Regions from separate parts of the Gossypium hirsutum genome. Here all the other regions are linked to region 1. The links are chromatin contacts, called in public Hi-C maps. All regions are on one chromosome and are shown on one strand. Each heading gives the region's core, a stretch centred on a gene start, on an enhancer-like site or on the middle of the called end of the contact. The rest is flanking DNA. Distances are from core to core; before and after follow the strand shown. Region 1 holds the start of LOC107961924 (cysteine proteinase inhibitor 1). Region 2 holds the start of LOC107907952 (E3 ubiquitin-protein ligase UPL5). Region 3 holds the start of LOC107961927 (F-box protein CPR1).

Region 1 (2,802 bases), core at 168-2,667:
GCAGAGTAAATCATAAAAAAGTTACCTTGAGCTTTGTTTCAGGAAGGGAACTGGTCTAATTGGATGAAGAAGGAGACGGATGGAATGAGGAGGAAAGATGGAAAATGTTTTACAGAAATAAAATCGGTAAAACATTTTCCCCAAAATTCATTCTCATTTTCCCATGTTTCTGAAAATGTTTTACCAATGTAAGTGATTTTCAAGCAAAACAAACACTGGAAAACCTAGTAAACAAACGAACCCTAAGTTAAAACATTTTCATTTGCACAAAAAAATAAAAATAAAATCAAGCACTATCAGCTCACCTAATTTTTCATTTTGGGCCAGCCGTCGACCACTTTCACATTTTTCTTCCGAGGGGTGCTAAGTGGGCTACAACCACCATTCTCACAATCAACCCACTCCACCCAATCAAGTGAATAAGAAAATTCGAAATTTTATAAATTCATTGAATATTGAAATGTTTTGGCTTAAAAAGTTAGTCTTTTTCATTATATTTTTTTATTTAAAATTTATATTTAAAATAGTAAAAATAAATAAATGTTTTTTATAAAGATATTGTTTAAAAAATATCATATAAAAGTTAATAATTGTTATTTATTTTATTTGAAAAATTATGCGTTTTAAAGAATTATTTATGAAATTTTTTTTTAGAATTTTATCAAATAATATACAAAGTATGAATATAAAAAATTGAAAACCATCTCGAATTATGATAAATAATTTAAAATTTTTAAAAATATAACTGAATTGGATCGGACTGACTGATGTCTCCTTTTCCTACCATTTTCTTTCTCATTCAAGAAAATAATTGTATAAAATAAAGACGTTATGTTATCTATATATATATTTCAATAGTTTTACATGACATTAATATTTTCATCTTAAATTTTAACATTTTCATCTTAAAAAAATCAAATCTAGTTGAAAATTATAAAATTAAAAATTAAAAATTATTGATGTAAGATAAAATTATTAAAAGATGTAATATTTGTGTTTGAGACAAATAATTTTTTTTTATACATATAAGCTTATTTCCTCAAAATACGAATTTCCAAACTATTGACTGACATGAAATCTGTTAACAATTATATTAGTACTGTCGTTAATTTTTAACGGTGAATATAAATTATCAATTGAATGCAAAAAATTGAAAATGATTGATTTTATTAAAATTCTTATAAAATAAATACAGTTACTAAAAACCTCCACACAACTCACAGCTGGTCTCCACCCTCCAATCATACTAACCTAACGGCCCGCTTTCGTGATCCCCGTTTTGGGCTTCGGCGCGTTTCGTAGTAACGTAACGACGTGTCTCCATCGTAATTTCAATCAACTTCAAGGGGCAAATCCTCTTAAAATTAAAAACCGTGTGCCACGTAACTTACGATTTACGTTTATTAATGTTTATCTATAAATAATCTAATTTCATTCCAAATTCAAATCCAGAGGCTACAGCTCTACAGCACAACAAAAAAGGCAACTAGACTTGAGAAAGAAAAACAGTCTCAAAATGCAGCAGAAGTCAGGCTTCCTGATCCTCTTGCTCTCCCTCATTTTCCTTCCTCTCATCTTCTCCGACGCCAGAAAGGAGGCTCCCCTCGGAGGATGGAGTCCGATCAAAGACACCAAGGACCCACACGTGATAAAGATCGCGGAATTCGCCGTCGAGGAGTATAACAAGCAGTCAAATGGGAGTTTAAAGTTGGTTAAGGTGGTGAAAGGCGAGACCCAGGTGGTGGCCGGGACAAACTACCGGTTGATTTTGCAGGCGAAGGAAGGGACCTTCGATAACACGTATAAGGCTGTGGTGTGGGAGAAGTTGTGGCTGAATTTCAGGAATCTCACCTCCTTTAACCTCGTCAAGGGTTAGATTTGATTATAATGTAATTTATGTTCATATATGTTATCCTTGTCCTTTTCTATTACTTAACAGAGTGGAGAATAAAATCTTAATAATACATAATTATGTGAGTTTGAGATGTTTCGGTTTCAAAATTTGAGATTAATAATTTTCACTCTTTTCTTTCTTCATTTCTCATCTACCAGAAAAAAAAATCTATTTATTCATTTTAAAAATAAAAATAGGCATAAAACTAAACAAAAATCAATTGAATTTTGCAAAACAGTTTTATATATAAGAGATGCAAGAATGGATCAGATGTGGCATCAATGTTAGCTGAAGCTAAAACACGAGTTCGTTGAACAATTTTGCAAAACGATTTGATAAATTTCTTAATCCATTTATAAATCTCAAATTTATGCTTAGATTGCTGTAATAATGATGATATCCATTTACCTAACTACCGTATATAAACTTTTTTTATATAATCCCTAAAAACATGTGATCAACTCTAAATTCACTTCTTCTTTTTTTTCTTGATATCTTCTTATACTTACAATAAAAATTAAATTAATAATTTTAAAATAAAATTTAAAATTACCGTGACGAAATTTACCATAATGATCATAAAGTTGGAATTTTTTTTTAAACAATTTCGTTATGTATTTTAAATTTACTTTTTTTTTAATAAAATGTCTAAAGTTATTAATAGTTCTTTCAATTTATGGATTTAAATCCAACCAATTACATAATACAACTGTTTTTTTTTTCTTTTTAAAAGTAAACAAACGGTGAAATACGTGTTTTTTTTCCTTAAAAAAAGGAAATAATCAAAGTATACGTTTCGCTTTGCAAGGACAGAGAGATTATTTATTTCACTTAAATTAATGATTTTATTTTCTTTCAATATAATTTTGAATGTCATCCTTCTCGATCAACATTTTTAAAATTTAAAA
Region 2 (2,802 bases), core at 225-2,724, 180 kb before region 1:
TTCAAGAACGCTGTGAAATCCCTCACATCACTCGATAATGGTTCCCCACTACTGGTAGAATCTACACTGGATTCCAAGTTCTTAGATATCTTATCAGCCAACTCACTAACAAAGGGGAAAATATCTTGTATGACAATCAACCCTTTAACCTCTGGCAGCATTAAACCCCTGGAAGTGCCAACACTTTCCAACAACATCCCAAGTGCACTCCGGCACGCCTCATACAAACTATCTTCGCTAACAACCTTCCTGAGGAGCTTGCAGAACTCTAATAGTATAGGTGCACAATAAGAATGCAAATGTTTTGGTAATGCACTCCTATATTGAGTTAATATATGCCTTATTGAATCATCAGCACACATCTTATTCTTTTTAATAGGAGACATATAAAGCATTACCAAAGCGGCAGGAGCCGAAGATGCCATAAATATCTGCAAGTGAGCAGGGCCGGAGTCATTATTGTCCTTTGGAGCAATCGTAAAAAAGTTGGTCAGGCAGTCTTTGATGTGTTTGGTCGGGGAAGGGGGTGTTTCTCCTCGGCAAAGGCGGCAAATAACGGAGATCATGTCGTCCATGACCTGCCAGGTTTGTGGGTGGTCCGTCGACCGCATACGGCCAACGAGTTGGAGTCCGGCGTCGTTTTGGATGGAACAATCAGCTAGGGATTGCTCCCACTGGAGTTGTTTCCCGCGATAAATTAAACGCTGTTCTATCACCGGAATTCCGGTCATCACCTGAATCCTTTCGTGTAGGGATTTCACGGTGTCCTCCGAATTAGCCTGGACGACAATGGTGTTCCCTTCGGAGATCATCCGGATGAAGAATTGGAGGCGGGAAGAGGAACACGAGGAGGACGACGACGGAACATCGGAGGAGGAAGGGAGAGAATCGACGAGGGAGGTGGGGAAAGAGGAAGCGGGCGCTTTGGACGAGTGATGAACGGCCGTAATCGGATAAGCGCCTTGATGGGTATGATCGTCTTTTCGCATCCTGACGGGGACTAAAGGATCCTCCTCGTCGAAAGAAAAGGCATAATCGTCAAACTTACGCTTAGAGGAAAGGCGGTGATCGTAGCCGTTGGAGAGTTGATCAACGGCGGCGGATTGGAAAAGAGACATTGGACGGTGGAAGCCCCCAGCCTGCTGCGGTGGGGAGAGCACATAGAGAGAGATATATGGGTAAAAACAAAAAAAAAAACCCTCGAACCAAAACAGATGAAAAACCCTTACCCTTCTGCTTTTGTAAAGATTGAATAAAGGAGATTAAAAGGAAAAGCAATTGAATGCCAATGATCCGCTCTCGTTCGCCTATACCACTTGCTTACATACAGCCGTCATCACCTTAGCTGCAAAGGCTGTTATTTTACGCTATATTTTTTTATTTTTATTTATTTCTCTTTATTACTTAAATTACCAAAAATGTATTGCAGTGAATTATCTGATGTGGACGGTTGCACCGTTTTTATTTGTGATTTTTTTTCAAGGTATTTACCTCACCCAGTTCAGTAGTTAATCTTTTACAATTTTTTTCATTTTTAATTTTAAATATAAATATTTTTATTTATCTTCAATATTAAGTTTGAATTAATTTATGTATTTATCTTACATATATTATTTCAAATTAACTCTGTTGTGGTTTTTTTTCAGTTTTATTTTATTTTTAATTTCAGTTGATATTATTGTGATTTTATTTTGTTAATAGTCCATTTTTTTTTAATTTAGTTTTGTTTTGTTGTATGTATTTTTTTTAAAAAAATAAATATTTTATTTTTAATTTTTAGTTATGTTCAAGCAAATATATGAGATTTTTCAATATAAAATTATCGTTAAATCGCCAGATAAAAATGATAGTAATAAATTCGAGATGACGAAGAAGATACTTGTATTTATTACTAACGTGGTAGATCTCTGGGGTCTATTGATATTTTTTTCTTGATTGATCTGATTATAATATTTTTTGTTTTGAAGTATTACATAAATTATTATGAATAATATTTTTAGCAAGAATGGAGGAAAGCTTTAATTTTTAAAAAAACGTACCCTTTGAATTAGTCGGCAGCAAAATTGTAACTTTGTAGACCATTTTTTTTTATATTTTATATAAACAAGCAATTCCTGCCTGGTTACCTTGCAGTTTCCCTAAACCGAGTGGATTACTTTTCTTTTTGTTATTTTACCCTTATTTCTTGGAAAAAGAGAGAGATGAGATGAGTGAGCTAAGGAGGGCCTAGTAACTGGTTACTTGTCCCATGCCATTGATTATTTCACCTTCAAAAACTCTAAAATTGCAGCATACAAAGTCAAATGTCCCAAAGCGATTTAGCAGCTAAGTAGTTCAATATCAGTTCGGCTTTTCACTAATAATTATGGCCAACATGATTACATACACACACAACACATAAAAAGCTATTTTACGTAGGAAAATGCTTTTGGAACATAGTGACATGTCTTTTTAAGATTTGTGATCACATGGTTTAGGGTTTTTGATATTCTTGAAAGGATATTTCTTTGGTATTATTTCTATTTAGCTCAAAATTCAATTGTTTACTTTGAAGTTTGGTCCTTCATGATACTTGATTTTGGTTCTGGTCATTGTTTACCAAGTACAAGAATGCTGCATTAACAGATAAGCATATATCTATATATATTAACAAGGTCTAAAATTTTATCAAACATCAATCCTTCTGCTTTAAACAATAGTATTTCACCCAAAAAACACCCAGCAACACATGCTGCGGAAAAATATAACAGAGCCAGAAACTCGGGAGCTAAAGTAAAAGAAAGCAATCTGATTGATTACTAC
Region 3 (2,802 bases), core at 104-2,603, 130 kb before region 1:
AGTTCATCTTGTTCATTTTGCTTCTCAATTTCTAATCTTTTAGGGTCTTCTATCTGAATGAGGCTTCCTATATAAACCTCTGCACCAAATGTACCTGGACTACCACCAATCTTCACACTTCGCATCTTCTTCTTTTGCAAATCATACCAGGCAAACTTTTGGCTATTAATCTCCACCAAAATCATATCAAGCTGCTTGGAATAAGCTAATGGCTTTAAAAACGTTAGTGTGGTAATGGTTCTAGTTCTTTGAATGGAAATCAACTTAGTCCAAGATTGTTTTACTCCATATTCCTTCATAGTCCAAACATCAATTTTCTCTTGGTCATAATTACAAACAGCACATAGGCGCCCTTCCAGGGCTGCCACATCCAACAGATAGTTCTTATCGGCACATTCAGGTTGAGGCACTTCAATGAACTCCTCGTTTCCAAGATCAAAACCCACAATCCTATTCCTCGGTCCCAATTCAATTCGTGGAGGCATCACCCAATGTAAAACCCCACCAGCAAGCACACCATAGCCTCGCCTATGCAATAGATGGTAGAAAAATTGAAACATAAACCTAAGATAACAAGGGAGCTTAGTGATTTTCCTCCAAGAATCATTCTTTAAACTATAAACCTTAACCTCGTAGTCGTAAAATATACCTTCATCATCTTCATCGTCACTTTTATTGAACTGCACCATCCTTACGACCTTGTAATCATTGGTTTTAACATCCTGCCCGAACCCATAAAAGATATACCCAGATTTACAAGAATCACCTGGAGGGGGCTCAATCTCGGAAACAGGCAGTCGACGGAACTGCCTCGTGGAGGGATTATACAAGGCAAGGTTTTTATCGGTGAGACGGAATGCAAGGATTCCATTACAGGAACCAAAGGCTTCAGTCCCAGCTCCACTACTCAAAGGATAGTCGATGGGTACGGCGTTATCCAGAGCATCGAATTCCACGGAATAGAGATGTAAACCTTTGAGGATGATGTTGAGATTGGATCTGGTTTTGATGGAACGATCGAGGTGGGCATTGGTGAAATCAGGGTCGTCTATGAGAGAGAAGTAGGGTTTAGAAAGGGACCTGAAACGCAGGAGAGTCTTGACAGGAAGGCGATGGAAGATATCGGTGACTACATCCATGGGAACCTTAGACATTTCTTGCAGTGGGTTTGGGAGGTTTAGAGGGATTTCTGAGAGAGAGACGAGGGTTTCGAGGGGCTCTAAGATTTGGGGTTCGTTTGTTTGTTTGGAGGGAAGGGAAAGAATCGCCCTAGGTTGGGATTGCGCGAGTGGGGGCGACAAGTGGTGCGAGGAGAAGGCAACAGCGACAGGGTTATCTCTCTTTTATACGTAAAGACGCGTCCCACAGTTTTAATTTTATATCATAAAATCTGCTTTTCTGCACTTCCAGAAGCATCTCTCGGCTCAGTTTTATTTTATTTATTATTTATTACACCGCTAAATGAATATTTTGGTACTTGAAATCCCTTTCTCTTTTTTTAATTTTTTCCTCGGGCTTATATATACTGCTTCTCCCCACTTTAGTATTTAAAATTCTTAATGTTTTTAATTTAGTCCTTAACATATTTAGTCTTTTTTATATTAAAAAAATCGATTAGAATATTCAGCCAATTATATGCTATCATGTGACATACAATGGCATCACTTTGATGCTATTATCTAGAAAAAACTTTAAATCTTTTTTAAACTACAAAAGTTATAAAAATTACAATATATATATATAAAAGTTTACTAAAATTTACTAATTTTTTTAAAAATATATTATAAATTTTAATATTTTATAAATCACATCACTAGAGCATAAGATCATTGCCTCTTGGAAGGATATCACTTAAGATAATTGTTTTATGATTCAATCAAATGTAATTTATCATTGGTAGATCTTTTTAGGTCATAGATCTAGATAATTTTTTTCAATTTATTTAAATAATGAAAAATAATGTTAAATTTCAAGAGACAACGATATCATGTTCAGTCTCTAGTAAATGTGGTTTATAAAATTTTAAAAATATTAAAATTTCTAATATATTTTTAAAATTTTAAGTAATTTTTTTATTTTATATTATTTTTTATAATTTTTAAATACTTTTTTTATCTTTTAAATATGTTTTTGGAATTTCTTTATAAATTTTTTGATTTTTTTCATTTTTTAAAGATTTTTTAAGTTTTTCTAGATGATGATGATGTCACCATATGACATATGGTGGCATATGATTAGCTAAATATCCCAAACATAGTTTTTAATGTCCAAAAAACTAAACTAGGAACGCTTGATAAAGTTAAGGACTGAAGTGGGTAAAAAAAATTAAAGGATCAAAGTCGAAAAATAAATATACTTCAAGGACTAAATTATGCAATAAACTTTTTTCTTTTACAATCCAATTTTTAGGGTAAACTACACTTAAGGTCACTAAACTATTAGTAAGCTTATGTTTTGATCACTTAACTTTAAAAAATTACAAAATGATCACTGAACTAATCAAAAGTTTCCATTTAAGTCACTAAGTTGTTAAAATCGTTGTTGTATGGACTTCTCCCTGGCATCACCTACACCAATCAAGAGCTCTTGTCCCCCTTATCTTCTACAACTTAGTTTTTTCTTAAATGTCGCAAATCTAAGAACTAAAATCTAAACGAACTTTCTTCTCTTATCTTCGACACTACTTGTCAATTTGACTTGGACCGAAGTATCTTATTCCACTCATTGATGGGTATTGATCCACTAGACTAGTCGTCAAATTGTTGCTTGTAGCTAGCTAGCCGAATAAAAGAAAAAAACTAA

Evidence for each region. Hi-C and Micro-C count contacts between places; a contact is called where the count stands out from the background.
Region 2: a Hi-C map of leaf shows a contact between it and region 1, with 1.5 times the contacts expected there. The contact joins the promoter of LOC107907952 here to the promoter of LOC107961924 in region 1. A contact is called at or near these places in 3 of 34 Hi-C or Micro-C datasets (leaf and seedling).
Region 3: a contact with region 1 is called in a Hi-C map of leaf, with 4 times the contacts expected there. The contact joins the promoter of LOC107961927 here to the promoter of LOC107961924 in region 1. A contact is called at or near these places in 2 of 34 Hi-C or Micro-C datasets (both in leaf).

Annotation. Positions count from the first base shown.
Region 1 is chrA06:118,504,192-118,506,993 of Gossypium_hirsutum_v2.1, forward strand. It overlaps LOC107961924 (cysteine proteinase inhibitor 1), which reads left to right and starts at 1,418. Exons shown (of 1, transcript XM_016898097.2): 1 at 1,418-1,985. The coding sequence starts at 1,517. The coding sequence ends at 1,876.
Region 2 is chrA06:118,319,357-118,322,158 of Gossypium_hirsutum_v2.1, forward strand. It overlaps LOC107907952 (E3 ubiquitin-protein ligase UPL5), which reads right to left and starts at 1,475. Exons shown (of 4, transcript XM_041115990.1): 1 at 1-1,475. The coding sequence starts at 1,118. It overlaps LOC107961931 (F-box protein CPR1), which reads right to left. Exons shown (of 4, transcript XR_005928852.1): 4 at 2,619-2,802.
Region 3 is chrA06:118,375,179-118,377,980 of Gossypium_hirsutum_v2.1, forward strand. It overlaps LOC107961927 (F-box protein CPR1), which reads right to left and starts at 1,354. Exons shown (of 3, transcript XM_016898101.2): 1 at 1-1,354. The coding sequence starts at 1,154.